Linked DNA regions of Sus scrofa: region 2 is linked to region 1. A link is a contact called in public Hi-C data. All regions are on one chromosome and are shown on one strand. The core of a region is the stretch at or near the end of the contact, and the rest is flanking DNA. Distances in the headings are between cores, read along the strand shown. Region 1 has its middle 6.1 kb from the start of TSPAN1. Region 2 overlaps LOC100511937 (phosphatidylinositol 3-kinase regulatory subunit gamma).

The links. Hi-C and Micro-C count contacts between places; a contact is called where the count stands out from the background.
Region 2: a Hi-C map of omental adipose tissue shows a contact between it and region 1, with 2.1 times the contacts expected there. The contact joins two enhancer-like sites. A contact is called at or near these places in 1 of 5 promoter capture datasets (liver), 35 of 47 Hi-C or Micro-C datasets (adipocytes, adipose tissue, alveolar macrophages and 18 more) and 2 of 2 datasets of contacts at active chromatin or transcription factors (alveolar macrophages and skeletal muscle).

What each region holds. Positions count from the first base shown.
Region 1 is chr6:165,233,398-165,237,822 of Sscrofa11.1, reverse strand. No RefSeq gene overlaps it. Among named protein-coding and RNA genes, the nearest start is that of TSPAN1, 6.1 kb to the right of the region's middle. Within about 2 kb of position 2,617, at least 51 of the 83 cell types and tissues checked have an H3K27ac peak or open chromatin away from gene starts, as enhancers often do. A contact at or near this core is called in omental adipose tissue, where this site is marked.
Region 2 is chr6:165,399,683-165,404,107 of Sscrofa11.1, reverse strand. LOC100511937 (phosphatidylinositol 3-kinase regulatory subunit gamma) reads right to left here. Exons shown (of 10, transcript XM_013999442.2): 10 at 1,440-4,425. Among named protein-coding and RNA genes, the nearest start is that of TSPAN1, 170 kb to the right of the region's middle. Within about 2 kb of position 2,212, at least 4 of the 83 cell types and tissues checked have an H3K27ac peak or open chromatin away from gene starts, as enhancers often do. A contact at or near this core is called in omental adipose tissue, where this site is marked.

The DNA.
Region 1 (4,425 bases), core at 1,368-3,867:
TGCACCACAACGGGAACTCCCAAGTCTTACTAACCTTTGAAAATGTACTGGGCTATTGTTAAGCCCAATCCAGGGAAGTTGAAGCCATTGAGACCAGTGTGTTATGCTTCTTGATTTTTTTTCTTTAGGTTATATTTTGTTTATATATTTCCCTTCTCTCTCCCCACTGCCACGCCACTCCCCTCATCCTCAGGAATCAGGAATGTGCCCCTTGAAAAGAGGTCTGTCTTTTGTCTGGTTTATTGCAGGTGGGTTAACTCACCCTAACTAAGGTCACGTGTCCTGCGCTCTGCTTCCTCTTTCGTGTTCTTGTGAGAAGGCCCGTGCCCATCCCCAGTGGGAAATCCCAAGCTTTAGACCCTTTAGATCCACCCTTCACCAGCTGGCTTCTCAAGACTTCCAACTCGAGGATTCTCTAACCTTGCGATCTGGAACTCTCTGGATGCCAGAATTCCGTCATTCCCAGGCTTCTGTAACTCCGATTGCACCATGCTAGAATTCTCTGATGCTCATTCTGTGACTACGCACTCTATGCATCTAGAATTTTATGATTTTTGTGTTTCAAGAATTTGTCATTGACCTGGTGACAACAGCCAGGATTCACTTGGCCTGGGTTTCCGTGTTTGTTTTCCAGAGAATGCAGGTCTGGGCTCCAGGCTCTCTTCTCTGAATTCGCTGAAGGCAGAGGAAGAAGATGGCTGAATAAGTGAAGGGCAAGATTCCCACCTCCCCTGAGGCTGCCAGGGGTGGGGGTGGGGGATATGCCCAGGACAGCCCAGGCCTGGGCCCCTGCACTCAGCCTGCCTGCCTCCCCCAAGCCCCTCATTCCGGTGCCCGTATGTGAAGGTAGCAGGAAAACCAGGCTTCTGCACAGCCTTCCTACCAGCTTCCTTTCCTCCATGGCCAGCCTGAAGGTCCAGGAAAAGAAAGTTTACTGGGAGCCGGGCCTGGCCAAAGGGACAGAGGGGGAGGGTTAGGCGCTGGGCAGGGAGCCAGTGGAGGAGATAGAGGAAATTCCCTAGGGAGCCCTACCGCTTTCCCTGAAGGTGAGCAAGGAACAGAGGCCGGAAGTGGGGGTGTGGGGGAGGGCACTGGGAAGGGTGGGGTGACTGGTAGTGCATTGTGGGTCTGGAGCAGGGGCTTCCGGCCATTGATCCATTGGTGACAAGGGACCTCCAGCCTGGCGCCCTAGGGCCGTGTGGTCCGCTCCTACCCATTGGCTGTATGTTCCTGTGCCTGAATCAGGCTCCCAAGAAAACAGGAGAGCAGGCTTGGGGGTGGGGAACCTGATCCTCCAGAGCCCCATCTCCAGAGGGCCCACGGAGGCCGGGAAAGGGGCAGGACTTTCTAAGGCTCACACAGGGGTTCGGAGCAGAACAAGGACTGAAATTCTGGGCTCCTTCGGCCCAGAGCTATTCGGCCCCACACTGTCCAAAGGACCCCAGTCTTATAAAAGGCTCCCTCTATGAGACCATTTAGCCAGATTCTCTGCTAGAGGATGGGCCCGCCCCTAGGCTGCCTCCCAGGCGCAGTCTGGACCACTCCTCCAGCCCTGCGGCTTGGCTGAAGCTGCCAGACCCGATTTTCCAGTGGTTGCCCAGGCTGGGTAGAGCGGGAAGGCCTCCTCCAGGCAGGAAGCCCTCAGTCCCTGTCCCCCTCCCCCTCCTCCACCTGCTGACCTCACCCTCTGCTCCTTTACCCCGGCGCCAGCACCATTTCCTCATTCCATCTTCCTGCCATCTCCCTGGGCTGCTCCCTGGGCTGCATTGGGAGGTGTGGCCCAGCACCGCCCCTCTCTGGTCCTCAGGTTTCTCATCCATAGATGAGAAACACCTGCCCGCCTCCTAGGGCTCAACTGTGGGCAAGCTCCAGAGAAAAGGGAGAGGCAAATGGCAATGGACCACCCCTTGGAGGGTGGGTCGGTGCGGTGCCGGGAGCACGGCTGTGGGTGTGAGAAGGACACACACCTCTGTGGAGTTCTGGGGGTGTGGTTGTTGGGGTGAGAGGTGCAGAGGTAAAGGGACCATGTCCCTTTGGTTTCCTCAGGTCACCTCGATGGGAGACGGACAGAGACCCACATTCCAGATTAAGACCCCTCGTCACCAACGTGCAGAGCCCTCGCCGCCATCCCGGGCCCTGCCGGCGTGTTCTGTTGAAGCTCTGTCTCCCACTGAGCTGCAGCTCCCACCAGGAAGAACTCCCACTGCCTTGCTCACAGCTCTATCTCCAGAACTTGGCATCCTCCCTGGCACATAGCAGGCACCACTGACAGACACACAGTTACAGATTGCAAAGCAGAAGGAGGCGCCCCCGAGGGCCTGGAGACCAGCCAGGTCAGCTCACCTAACACAGGCCCCTTCTCTGGGCTGCCATTCGGCCCAAGCCGCCTCCTCTGGCCGGGGTGCCCAGGGTTCCCAGCCTCCAGGGAGCTCTGGCTGGGGGTGGGAGAGAGTGAACTGTATTCTCGGTCATCCAGGGGGACACCTAGACTGGGGTGGTGGGTGCCCACTGGCTGTACCAGCCTCTGAGAGCCCGAAGGGGGAGGAGAGCTGGGAACCTGGAAGGGGAGGGGCAGTGAAGGGCCCTCATTGCAGAGGGAGCTAAAAATAGCCAGAAGCGGTGATGTCATTGAGTTCCCACAGCTCAGCAACCCCTCAGTCACACAGACACACACGCACAGACCCAGATACACAGAGACACAAGTGTGGGCATGCATACACACACAACACACACACACACACACTCACACACAGGGGAGGGAGGCTTCTGGGTCCCAGGGCCGCAGGGGCTGGGAAGGCTGGTGAGTGTGTTTGCATGTGTGTGTGTCTGTGTGTGCCTGGGTTTGCATGAGTATGATTGCATGTGTCTGTCTATATGCCTGTGTGCTGTATCTAGGTGCATGTATGTTTGTGTCTGTGTGTGTTCATTGGTAGGCATGTGTGTATGTTGTTACATGTGTCGTGTGGGGAGGTTTGGGTGCTTTTGTGTAGGTGTGTGAATCTGTTTATAGGCAGGTACTTATAGGCAGGTATGTATTGTTTTACTATGTATCTGTGAGTCCTGTTACACTTTCATGTCTGCAAGTGCTCCTGAACTGTGTCATGTGTCTTTGTATGTGTGGGCCCCCGTGTGGGCCTGGGGGACTAGCCTAGCCAGCTTCCAGGTCTGATGGAGGTTCAGCGCCCCCCCCTAAACCTCATCCTCCACCCAGGCTGTCTGCTCCCCTCCTGCCCTCAGGGTCCCAGGCTCCGGCAGGCCTTGGAGTGAATGAGCAGACAGAATGCATTTGTTCCTCACCGTCTTCTGGGACCCCAGGAGGCCAGGCCGAACGTCTCAGGAGTCCCTCCCACACTCAGCCCTCAAGGAAGGGAGCCCTAGAGCTGGAGCCACATGGTGGACCCTCGGGACACACACCACATCAGGCATCAAGTGACACATTAGAGACAGAGCCTCTCCCGAGGTTTCCTGCCCCGAGACACAACTCCATGGAGACACACCCCACAGAAACCCAGTGACACCCATGACACGTGGGCGCACACGCCGAAATCCAAACGGAAAATCCCCAGGCTGCGGGCTTCACACCCGCCCCCTTTCTGGGCTCCAGCTCGGCCGTCCCCGCCCCCAAATGCCCGGCTCAGCTCTTAGTCCTGGAAAATACCAGCCTCCCAGAAGGGCTGGGGGGCTGAAGGGAACCCTCTCGGAAGCGAGCCCTGTCCTCCTCCAGGCGCCCCCCCTCATCCCTCCCTTGACCTTCATTCTTCCTGGAGGAGCCGATGCCTGCCTCTGTCTGGCCCACTCGCCCCCTCCCAAACACACCTTGACACACTCAGTGGGCCACAGAGGCACCTTTGTTGCGAAAGCACACTCAGCCTTGTGTCTGCTTAGACCCCCCACTCTCCTGGTCTCCCACACACTGACCACGCCAGGCACACGAAGCCACATAGACCTCACGCGCCGGCACTCGTGGGTTACACCGGAGCCCTGAGATCTGGTTGGATCAGATCTCTACCTCCCTCCCCAGGGACCTGGCTCCCTACACCTTCTGAGGTGTCTCGGGAGGAGCCCCTTTTCCCTGTGCGGATGCGAGTGAAGGCAGGAAGGTCCCCACCTCATAGGGCAGATCAAAAGCTGAGACCCAGGACGGAGAGGGGGTGTGCACTGCCGACCTTGTTCTGTCCTTGCACTGTCTTCCCGTCATGCGTCATGCCTGCTGCTGTCGCGAAAGCCTGACCCGGGAGCATTCGGCCCCAGCCCTGCCCTCACGACCCGCGTAGTCAGCTGGGACACCCCGGAGCAGAGTAAGGCGACTGAAGCAGAAATGACTGTATTTGCCTGCTGTTCACCACCCACGGCCCAGCGGAGGTGCAGGTCCGGAGCCGGCCAAGCTTCTGGACTTGTTTCTGGGCATTTCTAGATGATCAGAAA
Region 2 (4,425 bases), core at 963-3,462, 170 kb before region 1:
TTGCTGTGAGCTGTGGTGTAGGCTGCGGACGCGGCTCGGATCCCGCGTTGCCGTGGCTCTGGCGTAGGCTGGTGGCTACAGCTCCGATTCGACCCCATCCCGGGAGCCTCCATATGCCGCGGGAACGGCCCAAGAGAGGACATAAAAAAAGGATGAATTTAGATTTTTTTTTTCCAAAAGGTGTGAGTAGAGAGTAAGTGGAGTGAGACCCAACCATGTTTGGATGTCAGTGGATCATCCAGGGGAGAGGAAACTAGTAGAGAATTCACAGGAGTCCTGAGAAGGTGGGAGAGATGGGCTTTTAGAGGAGGGCCGCCTTTTGAAATTGAACAGATGAGAGGAGGAGACCAGTTATGTGGATACAGACCCAGTTATAGATCCGGGGCAGGAAGGTAGGGAGTTCATAACCCACCATGTGTTTCCTCTGTAAACAAAGGCGGCAGTGCCTGTGGGACCCCCAGAGCCCCAGAGGAGATGTCCAGGCAGCAGGCGGAGTGCAGAAGAGCGGACTGGGCTACAGAGAGGAATTTGAGTGTCCCGTGCTGAGTGGGAAAAAGCTCCTGGGTTGGGGGAAATCATTCCTGGTTCCCAGCAGTGGCCCTGGGGACGCCATGGAGCTAAGAGTGGTGGGGAGGAGGATGGAGGCGAGGCCATCTAAACTACAGATTATTGGCGTTCCGATGTGGCTCAGTGGTTAACGAACCCAACGAGCATCCATGAGGACGAGGGTTTGATCCCTGGCCTCGCTCAGTGGGTTAAAGGATCTGGGGTTGCCCTGAGCTGTGGTGTAGGTCGCAGACACGGCTTGGATCTGATGTGGCTGTGGCTGTGGCGTTGGCCGACAGCTGTAGCTCTGATTTGACCCCTGGCCTGAGAACCTCCATATGCCGCAGGTGCCACCCTAAAAAGACAAAATACATTATGTATTACTGCCCTACGGTCTGATTTGTAATTCATCACACATGGGTGGGGCCTGAGTGACAAGGATGAGAACTGCAGGGCCCTGTGTCCACAGAGGTGGTCCCATTTTTGCTATGTTCTCAACGGTTTTGTGGCAGGACGAGAGGGCCTGGGGCCACAGGAGGATGGACTCAGAGCGAGCCCGCGTCCCCTACGCCCTCGCTAGAACGTGCAAACATTTCTGGGCAGAAAGGTGTGACGAGAGGCAAGTGACTGGCTGTCTGGTGGGAACAGGGTGAGGAGGAAAGGGAGGGCTCTCAGAGTTAGTTCTGTGCGTCTCCCCGCGTCCCGTGTTGGTCGACAAGATTCTGGCATCACGGCTGATGGAGCGGACGTCCTCTCCAGAGAAGAAGCGTGCCTCGGGTGGCCTCGCTGCAGCTCGTCAAGGAGAAGGTCTGCAAGTTTCAGGGCTGGAAAAACACCCCGGGCCTCTTCCTTGCCCCCCCCCCCACCCGCCCCAGCATGAGGACAAAGAGGCGCTTTATTGCAATGTCTTTATTGCGCTATTGGAGCAAGTTGACCAGACTGTCCCCTCCTGGGGAAGGTAAAAACAAAAAGACCGAAACGTTTATCTCCCTCACCTTCCCCCTCCCTTCCCCACAACTGCACAGCAATGTCTGAACACATCTGGTGACAAGAACAATTCGCAAAAGTGGTCTAGGAACTACATTATGAACTGTCCCAACACAAGACATAGAGTTGGCTTCCTTGTGAATCAGATATTGTTACGTAACTACATGAATTTTTTTGACTACATCAAAGACAACAGAAGAAGAGGTTTTTCACGAGTAACAACAGGGCACCAAAGTCACATGCTGGAATTGGTAAGGGAACAAGGTTGGTTGTCACAAGTGGCTGGAGCTCGAGCAAGGCTGAGCAGTTGACAGCAGAGACCCTCTGGACCCTCTGCTTTGAGGCCACTGAGGCACAGAGACCTACTAAGGAGTCTTAACTGGCAACAGAGACCACCTCGAGGAACCAGGACTTGCCCAGATGATATTTGGCTCAAGGGGACCCATGAGGCTAGTTTCTTGCTGCAGGGAGAGGAGACCCATGGAAGACACCACACTGGCTCTCAAAGCTTCTTCAAAGCACATGAGGTCCCATCCAGGCGTGGAGACAGGGTAGGGCAAGATACTAGGAAGTGCACAACCTTGGCCAAATCAGTGGTGAGGATAAAGCTAGCCTGTACAGGCCTGAGCCATGGCCAAGGTTCAGTTAGCATCCGTGGCCAGATGGAGACAGCACTGTTCTGTGATGAAAGCTCCACCTAGGAAAGATGGGTGGAGGACCAGGGTCCAGCCAGCCCCACGCTGCTGCCCCACTGGTGGCCAGCTTTTCTAGCCAGGAAAACAATAAGCCCCTCTGGTTGTGGTCTGTCGCTACTCTGCCTCAGGGAGGCTACAGTTCAGATGCCAAGAGAGAAGCCCAGGGCCCAGAGGGTGGGACAGGACAGAGGGGATCCCGAGGAAGGAGGCCAGGGTCTGTGCCAAGACCATGGAGCAAAGGGGATGCACAGGACCCTCCACGTAGTTACCAGACTGGTCCCGATACCATCTCCACAGGCTCGAGATCAAGCAAATACTTGCCAAATTCTCCAAATGTCTCTAGGTCTTAGTTCCCACAAAGCAACGAACTCCAGAACGAACAAGGAGAGAAGAGCATGAAGGAACGTGGGGCTTGGGAAGAGCAGCCCTGCCCCATGAGCCCGCCAAGTGCAGACAGTGGATGGTGCTCGCCCGCTCTCTGCACACCCTAACGCCCGCCAGACAAGGAGCAGAACACAGTCTGATGTCAGAGGCATGTATCCTCAGCCTTGTTTCCATTTCTTGTAAGAGACATTTGGAACACCGAGTTTTAGAACCAGACGAAGGGATTCCCTGCGCCCAATCCCGAGCAGCTTGCTGCTCAAGTGGGTTCGACCCCAGGCGCAAAGCCATCCAGGCACGCCTGGTAGCAGTCAGTCTGGCATTACTCAGTAAAACCAGCAAGATTTCAATCCGGCAATTTGGGGAAGAATGTCCAGCTGGCTCTCGGTTAAGAGCTTAGGTCAGAACAGTGACCCTGGAGCGGGTTTCATTTATCTGCCTCACCCAATCCTGAAGTTGCGACATAACCAAGGAGAAGCCAAAGATATGCCCCCTTCTTATCCTGTTAGTAACTCGGGAGGTTTTTCCTCAGATTTTTCATCTATGTCTATTTCTATGTCACGGTCCATTCTAGACCCCCTCACCAAGATAAGTGCTCGGGGAAAGCAAAATACTGTCTTTCATCCCCCGAACTAGAGCTTTCCTAGCTGTAACTCTTACGCTCCAAGACTCAAGACGGTGGCTTCTCTAGCAGCCGGGATACCTGACTGCACAGCTTTGGGCTCGCACCACTCACTCACCTGGGGCCTGTTACGGCTCTAGGATTGGCTCGGAGGCAACTGGATTGTATCTGTCAAGTGAGTGTGGACAGACGGCGGTGGGCGCAGTGGAGGCAGGCGTGACTGATGCCCAGCTTTGCTCCGCCGGAAGATCTCACCCACACGGAGTGGAAGATTCCTGGCCTATAATCGGGGCCACTGACGCCTAAGGACGGCCTGCACATTGTCTTAATGGCAAGATGACACCAAAAAAAAAAAAAAAGACAGAGAAAAGCGTCCAGACGGCTTTGACTAAGAGCCTAATTTCCAATCCATCCTTTCCTTTCCTTGCGGAAGCCTCAGAAGCCAGTGTATGGAAGCACAGGGGTGATGTGGTACAACCCTCACCCTTGACACTAGAGCCTCTGGGTCTGCGATTTACTGAAGTCCCTGAACCCACTTTACTGGCTCCCTTTCAGCTACAGCCCTGGCCACCTGTGGCTCCCCAGGGCCCCACCCAGCAGAGGACAGGAGATGAAGGGACAGCAAACCATGGTGACTATTCTGCAGGGCCTTTAACCTCGGGGAAGCACACGGAAGCGTGCTGTCCAGCGTCACTGTTTGGTATCTCGAGCATCTAAAACACCGGATCACACCTTTTCTTTACTCATACAAACAAGGAACAAGGGTTTCGAAGGACAGATTATTCTTTAGGCTAAGGAAACACCACACAAGCACCAACTTCATTTTATGATTCAAAGCTCACCAGCCCACACAAAGAACACCATTCCTCATCTCTGAGAAACAAGGGCAAGGCAAGAGGAGGTACACTGACCAATGTCCGAGTTTGCTGAAACGAACAAGTTCGAGGCTTCCTCTGATTTTCAGGTTTGGGACAGACATGTGCATTCAGATACGAGGGCCGCTTTTTTCCATCAGAACTTCGTCTGGCAACAATCACTGTTCTGCTGAAATCAATTTGGTTTCTAAACAGAATGCTTCTTTAGAAGGAGGAGCGATGAGATGCTGATGCCTAAACTATGTTGGTTAAGAAATAAAGTACCTTCGGGTGAGAGCTTTTTACCCCTTGACTACGAGTCTTTAAATGAAATCCCAAG